2 separate regions of the Mus musculus genome follow, and region 2 is linked to region 1. The links are chromatin contacts, called in public promoter capture Hi-C maps. All regions are on one chromosome and are shown on one strand. The core of a region is the stretch at or near the end of the contact, and the rest is flanking DNA. Distances in the headings are between cores, read along the strand shown. Region 1 overlaps Enpep (glutamyl aminopeptidase). Region 2 holds the start of Ostc (oligosaccharyltransferase complex subunit (non-catalytic)).

Region 1 (3,800 bases), core at 859-3,358:
GATAGGAAGAAATCCCACAGACAGAGATGAGACATTTGAAGAGATGGCGGAGACCACAATATGACTCACATAGGGTTCATCTGAATGAGAGAACTTTCTGCTCTATGCTTCTCCTAATCTTGGATTAAGCAAACAGAAAGACACTCAGAAGAGGTCAGTCAGCCCACAGTGTAACCGAGAGCACAAAAGAGCAGCTTGGAAGAGGGAGGGCTAAGCCTTAGCCTAGGAAAGGGCCAGTCCCACCCACCCCACTGTGGGTGAAGGTGCTGCTTAGACATTCTTATTCACATATGCTAATTATACAAGATAGCAGGATGCCTGAAAGTATTTATTGCTGTCTAATATTTTGATAAGGAGAAACATGAGGAAAACTCGTTTCCGTTTGGAAATCTCTTGCTTCTTTGTTCAGCTACTATTGATTTGTAACAAATTGTTCTCAGTGAGGAAGAAAGAGCAGATTTTCTGTTTCTTTTCCTGTGAGTATATAATTCTATTTTATAAATCCAACACAAATAAATCTACTTTATGATAATTTTAGAGGCTAAAATTCATGCCTGTAGGAATCACAATAAGATGCATACAATATCTGGTTAAAAACTTAAGAAAAAGATTAAGTATCAATGCTACAACTGTAATCTCTTGCTGAATAAAATTTAAAAATTTATGGTAACAAAAAGGGATTTTATTCTTAATGATGTGTTTGGTTCACTTAGTTGTAATTTTTTTAGGGGAAGGGTCTGTATAGACCAGAATGGATAAACCAGGAGGTTTGTTTCTGGTTTGTTTGTTTGTTTGTTACTCCAATCCCTCTAGCTCAAACAAAGCAAGAGCTGTCTTTGCTTAATAAATCAGTGGCTACCCATGACAGGAGGAAACAATTACTGGGAAACCTGCCTAGTGGAAGGTTGTTTTGCAAGACAGAGGATGTTGCTGCCTTACTCACTGTAACATCCAATGCGCATGTTGTCACTGGAGGGAACTTGGGAAAATACAAATGTCATCTGTCAGTGTTCTCCCTCCGGTCCCTTGATTTCTCACTATCCTAGCCAATGTCTCCACCCTCTATTGTGGCTTGCATCCCTGTCCCAGGCTTTCCCTCCCTCTCCTTCCTTGCCCACCCCCCCAGTCTTCCTATGCAGCCTTGTAGCTAGTCTGCCTGCATTCAAATGAAGGTCCCATCACTTCCTCTCTGAGCAACCTTGAATGAGTTGCATAACCGCTTTCTGCCTCGATTTTCACATTTCCCCCCCATAAAATAGATCCAAAGATCCTCTCCTATCTGTGTGGTTTCCATGTGGGTCATCAGATTTGGCTGCCAGTGCCCTCCCCCACTAAGCCACTGACCCTATAATTTGTGCTTTAACTAGATTTATAAAAATATACAAGAAATAAAAATGTAGATGATACAGATTTGTACATCTTAGTTGAATCTTCATACTTTGAAATTACTAGTTTTGGGGTTTTTTTGGTTTGTTTTGTTTTTGAGACAAGATATCTTTATATATAGCCTTGGCTATCCTGGAACTCAATCTGTAGACCAAGCTAGCCTCAAATTCTTGAAATCTGTCTGTTTGTCCCCACTGGGTGCTGGGATTAAAGGTGTGTGCCACCACTGTCTGGCTTAGAAATAAAGTTTTAATTAGAAGTGTTTAGATGAACTTGGTCCCATGTATAAGTTTATGTGTTTTATATATAAGATAATTTGATTAAATTTCAAAGTGAAGTGCTGCTTAAATGGTCAGGGGAATTTGCCTTGGGCAATTTGTACATAAGTTCATAATTAATAAAAAGTTTGAAGAGCTGGTGCTGAAAACCCTAGGCTGTCACATCCCTTCCTTGGGCACAAGCTTCTGGCCTGGCTCTCCAGTTTAACTTGACTAACATTACCCAATATGTTCTACTTTAACCACGAGAGGCACGGGCTAGTTCCCTCATGTTACTACTTCTGTTTCCCTTTAACAGTAAACATTTTCAAAATAAAATCATTCTCAAGCTTCTCCCTGGGTCACACGTGGACCTCTAGGGGAGAGTCTTGCCCCACCTTTTTTGGTGTGACTGTCGTTCTGTGACATGCCACTAGCCACTGAGGGTTTCACAACCAGCTCTCAGTTCACAGAGGTCAATTCACAGAGTTTGTTCATTTCCATGTGATACACCCATGGGACCCAAGGACAAGCTACACACACTATCCCTGCCAGCTGGCAAGGATCCAGCTCCTGCCACACTGGGTCAGGTCCTATCACTCGCCCACAGACTCTGCCACTGTGCCTAGCTGTTCACCCCTTCTTCGGACACTAGGCTTTCAGGTTTGCCTTCTTCATAGTTACCATCTCGTTGTGTCAGTTTTACATTTTTGGAGAATTTCTCCCAAATTTACTTCATTGAAAATTTTAGTCTTCCTTCTGGGTTCTCAATTTGCCTTTCGAAGGCACTGTGTCTTGTACAATAAGCACATAGCTTTTTTTTTTTAAGTCTGAATATTTCTTATAATTTTCTCTTTCTTTCTTTCCCCCCTTTTTTTCTTCCCATTTTTGGTTCCTGATTAATGTCCGTAGAGTCGGGACTTTTTCATTTGTCCACCTGGGATTGTTTAAGCTTTCATGCTTAGCCATTTTTCATGTGTCTTCTAATTCTCCACTGTCTATTCATATTTAAGAAAGGAGAGTTGAGTTGATCACGTTGTTGTTCTGAGTCTGCATGTGTGATGTGTGCATCTGTGTGTGGGTGTGCATATCCACTTGTGTGGACGTGAGAGGATCCTTACCATCCACCGTATATGAGACAAGGTCTCTCTGTTGTCCACTTTCGCGTATGCAGACGGGCTGAGGATTCTGGGGAATGTCCTGAGGCCACTATGCGTCTTACCATAGAGGTACTGGGGCTGCCAGTGCGTGCTGCTCTATCTGGCCTCACATGGGTTCTAGGGATGCAAACTCGGACCCTCAAGCTTTCATGGCACGTCTGTTACCAACTAAATCATCTCTCAAAACGGAATTGATTACTCTTGAGGGCTTGGATGCTACCCCTTCTACAGAGGAGGAAGATAGGTTTTGGAAACAAGCCTCTCCCGTGAGCAGTCGTAGGGGAAGCCCAGCCCATGCTCCTTGCAAGGATGGCTTTGCTCCGGAGCCTCCACTGTGGAAGTCTTTGGCTGTCCTCTACTGTTTTAGTATATTTGGAAGGGGGTGGGGAACAAGCCATCTGGATTCCTGCCTGCTGTCACTGCCAGACTTCTGAGAGTTCTCTAACAGTGAGGGCAAGAGTGATGGGTGGGAATGAAGCGGAGGAGTAGGTCCGAAAGGCACAGCCTGGGCTCACTACTCAACCCATTTTTCAGATCCTCTGTATTCTTTATTGTGCACTGCACACTGTAAGTGCAGAGCCTGCCTAGGGAGGTCACTGTAATTATCTGTCAACATCTTTCCCAGTTCCCTTTGGACCATGATTTTCCCTTTAGCCTTTCTCCCAGCATTCCATACTGCCCACAGCCCCGCCCACTCATGTTCAACACCTGGCTTTATTTTTTTCCACTGCTTCCACTCTTTTATTCTTTGATGTCCATGTCCACATAGAAGATAAACGTGGGCAAACGCTCAGTTCTGCCACTTGGCTAGCCTTGACCTCTCTGTTGCCTAAAGGCTGTACCTTTACACTGTCACATGCCAATCATACCACGAAGGCAGGACCTAAGTGTACGAGCAGTATTTCTGCTGAGTAATTTCTCCTGTTCTTTTAAAGTGAGTCATCTTTACCCGAGCTCTGACGGTGGCTGCGAAGGATCAGCTTTGGAGTCCAACAGA
Region 2 (3,800 bases), core at 961-3,460, 1.4 Mb after region 1:
CTCATTAGTATGTGAATTTGCTTTCAGCTTTAAAAAATACCACAACAGGGGCTGGAGAGAAGGTTCAGAGGTTAAGAGTATTAACTGCTCTTTCAGAGGTCCTAAGTTCAACTCCCAGAAACCACATGGTAGCTCTGAACCATCTATGATGAAATCTAGTGTCCCCTTCTGAGTGGCAGGCATGCATGCATATGTACATGTATACATGATAAGAAAAAACTAGCATAAATTGTGTATCTAGCAAATTGTTGTTGTAAAGTAAGCTTACTAGTTACTTTTACTAGTAAAAGTTTGACCTTATACCTATTACATATGCCTATTTACCCAAGGTTGTGCAAAAATCTGTCAGGAAAAATGGGGACACATAGGAGGAAAAATGCCAGAAGTGCTGGTCTAAGTGAACAAAACACCTCACTAGTCTCCTGGTCCACGTTGGTCCACACTTTTTTTTTTTTTCTTTTCTAGTATGACCCTTCTAACCATTCAAACTCAGACTAACAGATCATTTCTCCAGGAAACATACTGGAATTAAATCAATGCTTCTAAACTCTACTGTGTAGCAGAAAGCAATTGTGCGGTAGTTAGCATGTCTCCACTACCTTCTATGGAGGGCAGAGTCATTATATTTTCTTTGCTGTTATCCCAGCACTGAGTTAACAGAAAGTCAGTGTCGCCTGTCCTTCCCAGCAACATTGCTTAGGTACAGGTACACTCAGTTTTTAGAAAGCTGTCCATTAGAATTTTCAGCTCTCCCAGCACCACGTCTGCCTGCACACGACTGCCATGCTTCTCGCCATGCTGAGAAGAAGCCATTCCAGAAGCCAAACGGTAAATGTACAAAATGCGCCCTTCCATTTTGACCCAGTGGTTGGGGCAGCGAAATTCCCCCCAAACCCCATTCTAAAACCACCAAAACTGTGGCCCAATAGAAAGCTGAGGCTTCTCACAAAAACTGTCTCCAAAGGAAGCAAAAGTCAAGAAACAAGCTGGCAAGAATGAACACTAAGTTCTTAAAGCCCAAGGCATTAGGTGTCATATTCACGATTCACTGTGCTGAGCAAAAGTGAATGTTAACGCCACACACACCAGGTAATGTCTTTTTTTTTTTTTTTCTTAAACAACAACAACAATGTTTAAAGTGGCCTTTAGCATTTCCGTTAATGTGCACTCCGTAGAATGCCAACTCTACAGTTAAATACTGTCTTCTACCTCTTCAAATATGCCAAGTAGCCTCAGAAAGCAGTTAAGCAATAGCAATATGTCTACACACACCCTAAAAAAAGTTGAACCACTTTTGCTAACCAAAAATCTTTTTAATTTTCTGAATTAAGTAGTACACTACTTCCTAAATTCCTGAAGCCCAGTCCTGGATACATCCTGGAACTGTCGCTCCAAAGGGTGCTCTAGAGCCTGCAGACGGACTGCCAACTCACCAATAGGCAAAGCCACACCCCTCTGCATTTTCCACTTAAGGGATTTGGTGACAGATATCTAAAAAGCACTGCTTCCCTTCTATTTTCTGAGTCCCATTTTCTGCCCTCTGAGATACACCATCTTTTTGCAAGCCTCAATTCCAATCTCACGTATTTCTCAAAAAAACCGTGGCTTCGGTAAGTTCCCTTCTCATTCCTGTGATTTGACATAAAGCAATCCAAGCCCCTGGGGTCTGAACTAACAAACTCAAAGGTTATCAGATCTCTTCCACGATTTCAGGGTCCTCACGATTAGTTTAATAAAAGTCCCACACTCTCTCGACCAACCAAGGAAACACAGTGATTCAAAAATGATGTTCCCAAGACCCTGGTCAAACAATGCACAGCAAGAAATAACAACTAGCTGGACTTGACAATTATATCCAACTCAGCGCTCGAAGGAAAAAGCGGGCAGAGAGGAGACCATCTCTTTCCAGTGAAAGGCGTGAGCCTACGGGGCCCGGCTCGGGGGCCACGCGCCTCCGGAGCGAGCAGCCTGCGCGCCCACCCGACCCATCACGGCCGAGTTACCTCCGGTAATGAGGAAGTAAGATACCACTACCAGGGCGTACACCGTCATAGCCGACGGCATGTGCACCCAGGGCGGTTTCTTCAGCTTCAGGTTGGGGCATTCGAGCACTAAGAATGGGACTCGGTACAGAGTCTCCATGTCCCCGGCGGTAGGGCCAGCCCTCTGGCCTCCAGCCTCCCGCACCGCCCGGAAACACGCCCGCCTACTGCGCATGCGTAAGCCGAGGACCACAGGTCTGTAGAAGTCAGAAGGAGACAAGATATTCACTGTAGAAAGAAAGAAATTGCACTAACCTGATAAATAATATACATATTTAAAAATAAATAATAATGGTCGTTTTTAGGCTTGAGTGTGGGTTAGAAGCTTTTTTCTTACTGAGAGATCATTGTTTATTATATACCTTCCAGGACCTGCAAGGCGTCCTACGTGGCCAAGCCACAGAAGCGGAGAGATTAGCATCCCCACTGCCCCGCCCACTTGCTGACGCCACCTACTTGAGAGCTGATTGGCTGCTGGAAACTCTTAAGTTCATAGAGCTGGAGGATGAATGAAAGTTTAGATGTGTGCTCCCTTTTAGTATTGGAGGTCTCCCCTCGGGGCTTTAAAAAGCTCTAATTCGCTGAGCTTTTTCTTCATGCTGTATAGCGACGCTAATTGGCAGTAATTGCCAAAGTAGTATGGGCTTTATAAAAAATAATAATAATAAATGAATAAAACCCACACAGTCCATGTCAACCACAAACTGTGACAGAACAAATATTACTTTAAACCATTTTCAGTCACGCCTGAGTTAGTAAAAATCACCCAGGCCAAAAATCTTGAAGTCATTCTGGTTTCTCACCTTAATTACCTGCTTAGTAGGGCGCCGGCTTCAGCACCATAAATACTAAAATTGGAACGGAAAATCCTGCCACCTGGCTACTTCAGGTGTCTTCCTGCCAAGGTATCAAATGTAAATAAGAAAGGACTTTACTAGCTAGAGACAGTAATCCTGATCAATCAAGGAAATAACGGGCTATTATAAAACAGCAAGGAGGGGGGAAATGTTTTTGGAATACAGAAGCTCCGCTGCAGTGCCTCTTATCGTTCCCGTATCCTATGATAAAAAGCTTAAGCAACATAACAAGCCAATGGGGGTAGAAATGTTAGTGGCTTGGACCATTCAGATTTTAAAATTTGAGCCACAGCAGGAGTTAAGGAACTAAAATCATCTACTGTTAGTTTTACTATAAGCAACAGAAATATGAAGTGTGAACTGGCGATGAATATATTTTTTTTCAAAAACATACAATATGGATATCATGTCAAGCTGTGTCATACCATGCTTGTATTTCATTAACTCACAAAGCTGGAGTACCGCCGGGCAGTGGTGGCACACACCTTTAATCCCAGCACTTGGGAGGCAGAGGCAGACAGATTTCTGAGTTTGAGGACAGCCTGGTCTACAGAGTGAGTTCCAGGACAGCTGAGGCTATACAGAGAAACCCTGTCTCAAAAAACCATTAAAAAAATAAATAAATAAAAAGCTGGAGTAACATTGCCCAGATCCTTCTCACTGCATAATTATTTTGGTTTTCTTTTTTTTCTCTCTCTCTCTTTTTTAAAAAGGTGCCAGGATCAAAATTAGTGCTACAAATATGCTAGGCTGAGTTAAAACTCTGAAACGTTTTTAATTAGAAGAAACATCATTAGTTTTAAGAGACAGTATTTTTTTTAAACTACGGTCATTATTTCTAAAACTTTAAAATACTAAATTGAAAATGGGTAGATTAAATAAATATCTGGTGAAGCATCAA

Evidence for each region. Promoter capture Hi-C pulls out the DNA fragments that hold promoters and counts their contacts.
Region 2: a contact with region 1 is called in a promoter capture Hi-C map of liver, with 3 times the contacts expected there. The contact joins the promoter of Ostc here to the enhancer-like site in region 1. A contact is called at or near these places in 3 of 39 promoter capture datasets (hippocampal neurons, liver and pre-B cells) and 1 of 484 Hi-C or Micro-C datasets (cortical neurons).

The regions. Positions count from the first base shown.
Region 1 is chr3:129,295,078-129,298,877 of GRCm38.p6, forward strand. Enpep (glutamyl aminopeptidase) reads right to left here. Exons shown (of 20, transcript NM_007934.3): 10 at 3,753-3,800. Among named protein-coding and RNA genes, the nearest start is that of Enpep, 36 kb to the right of the region's middle. Within about 2 kb of position 2,109, at least 18 of the 459 cell types and tissues checked have an H3K27ac peak or open chromatin away from gene starts, as enhancers often do. A contact at or near this core is called in liver, where this site is marked.
Region 2 is chr3:130,707,234-130,711,033 of GRCm38.p6, forward strand. Ostc (oligosaccharyltransferase complex subunit (non-catalytic)) reads right to left here and starts at 2,211. Exons shown (of 4, transcript NM_025509.3): 1 at 2,004-2,211. The coding sequence starts at 2,142.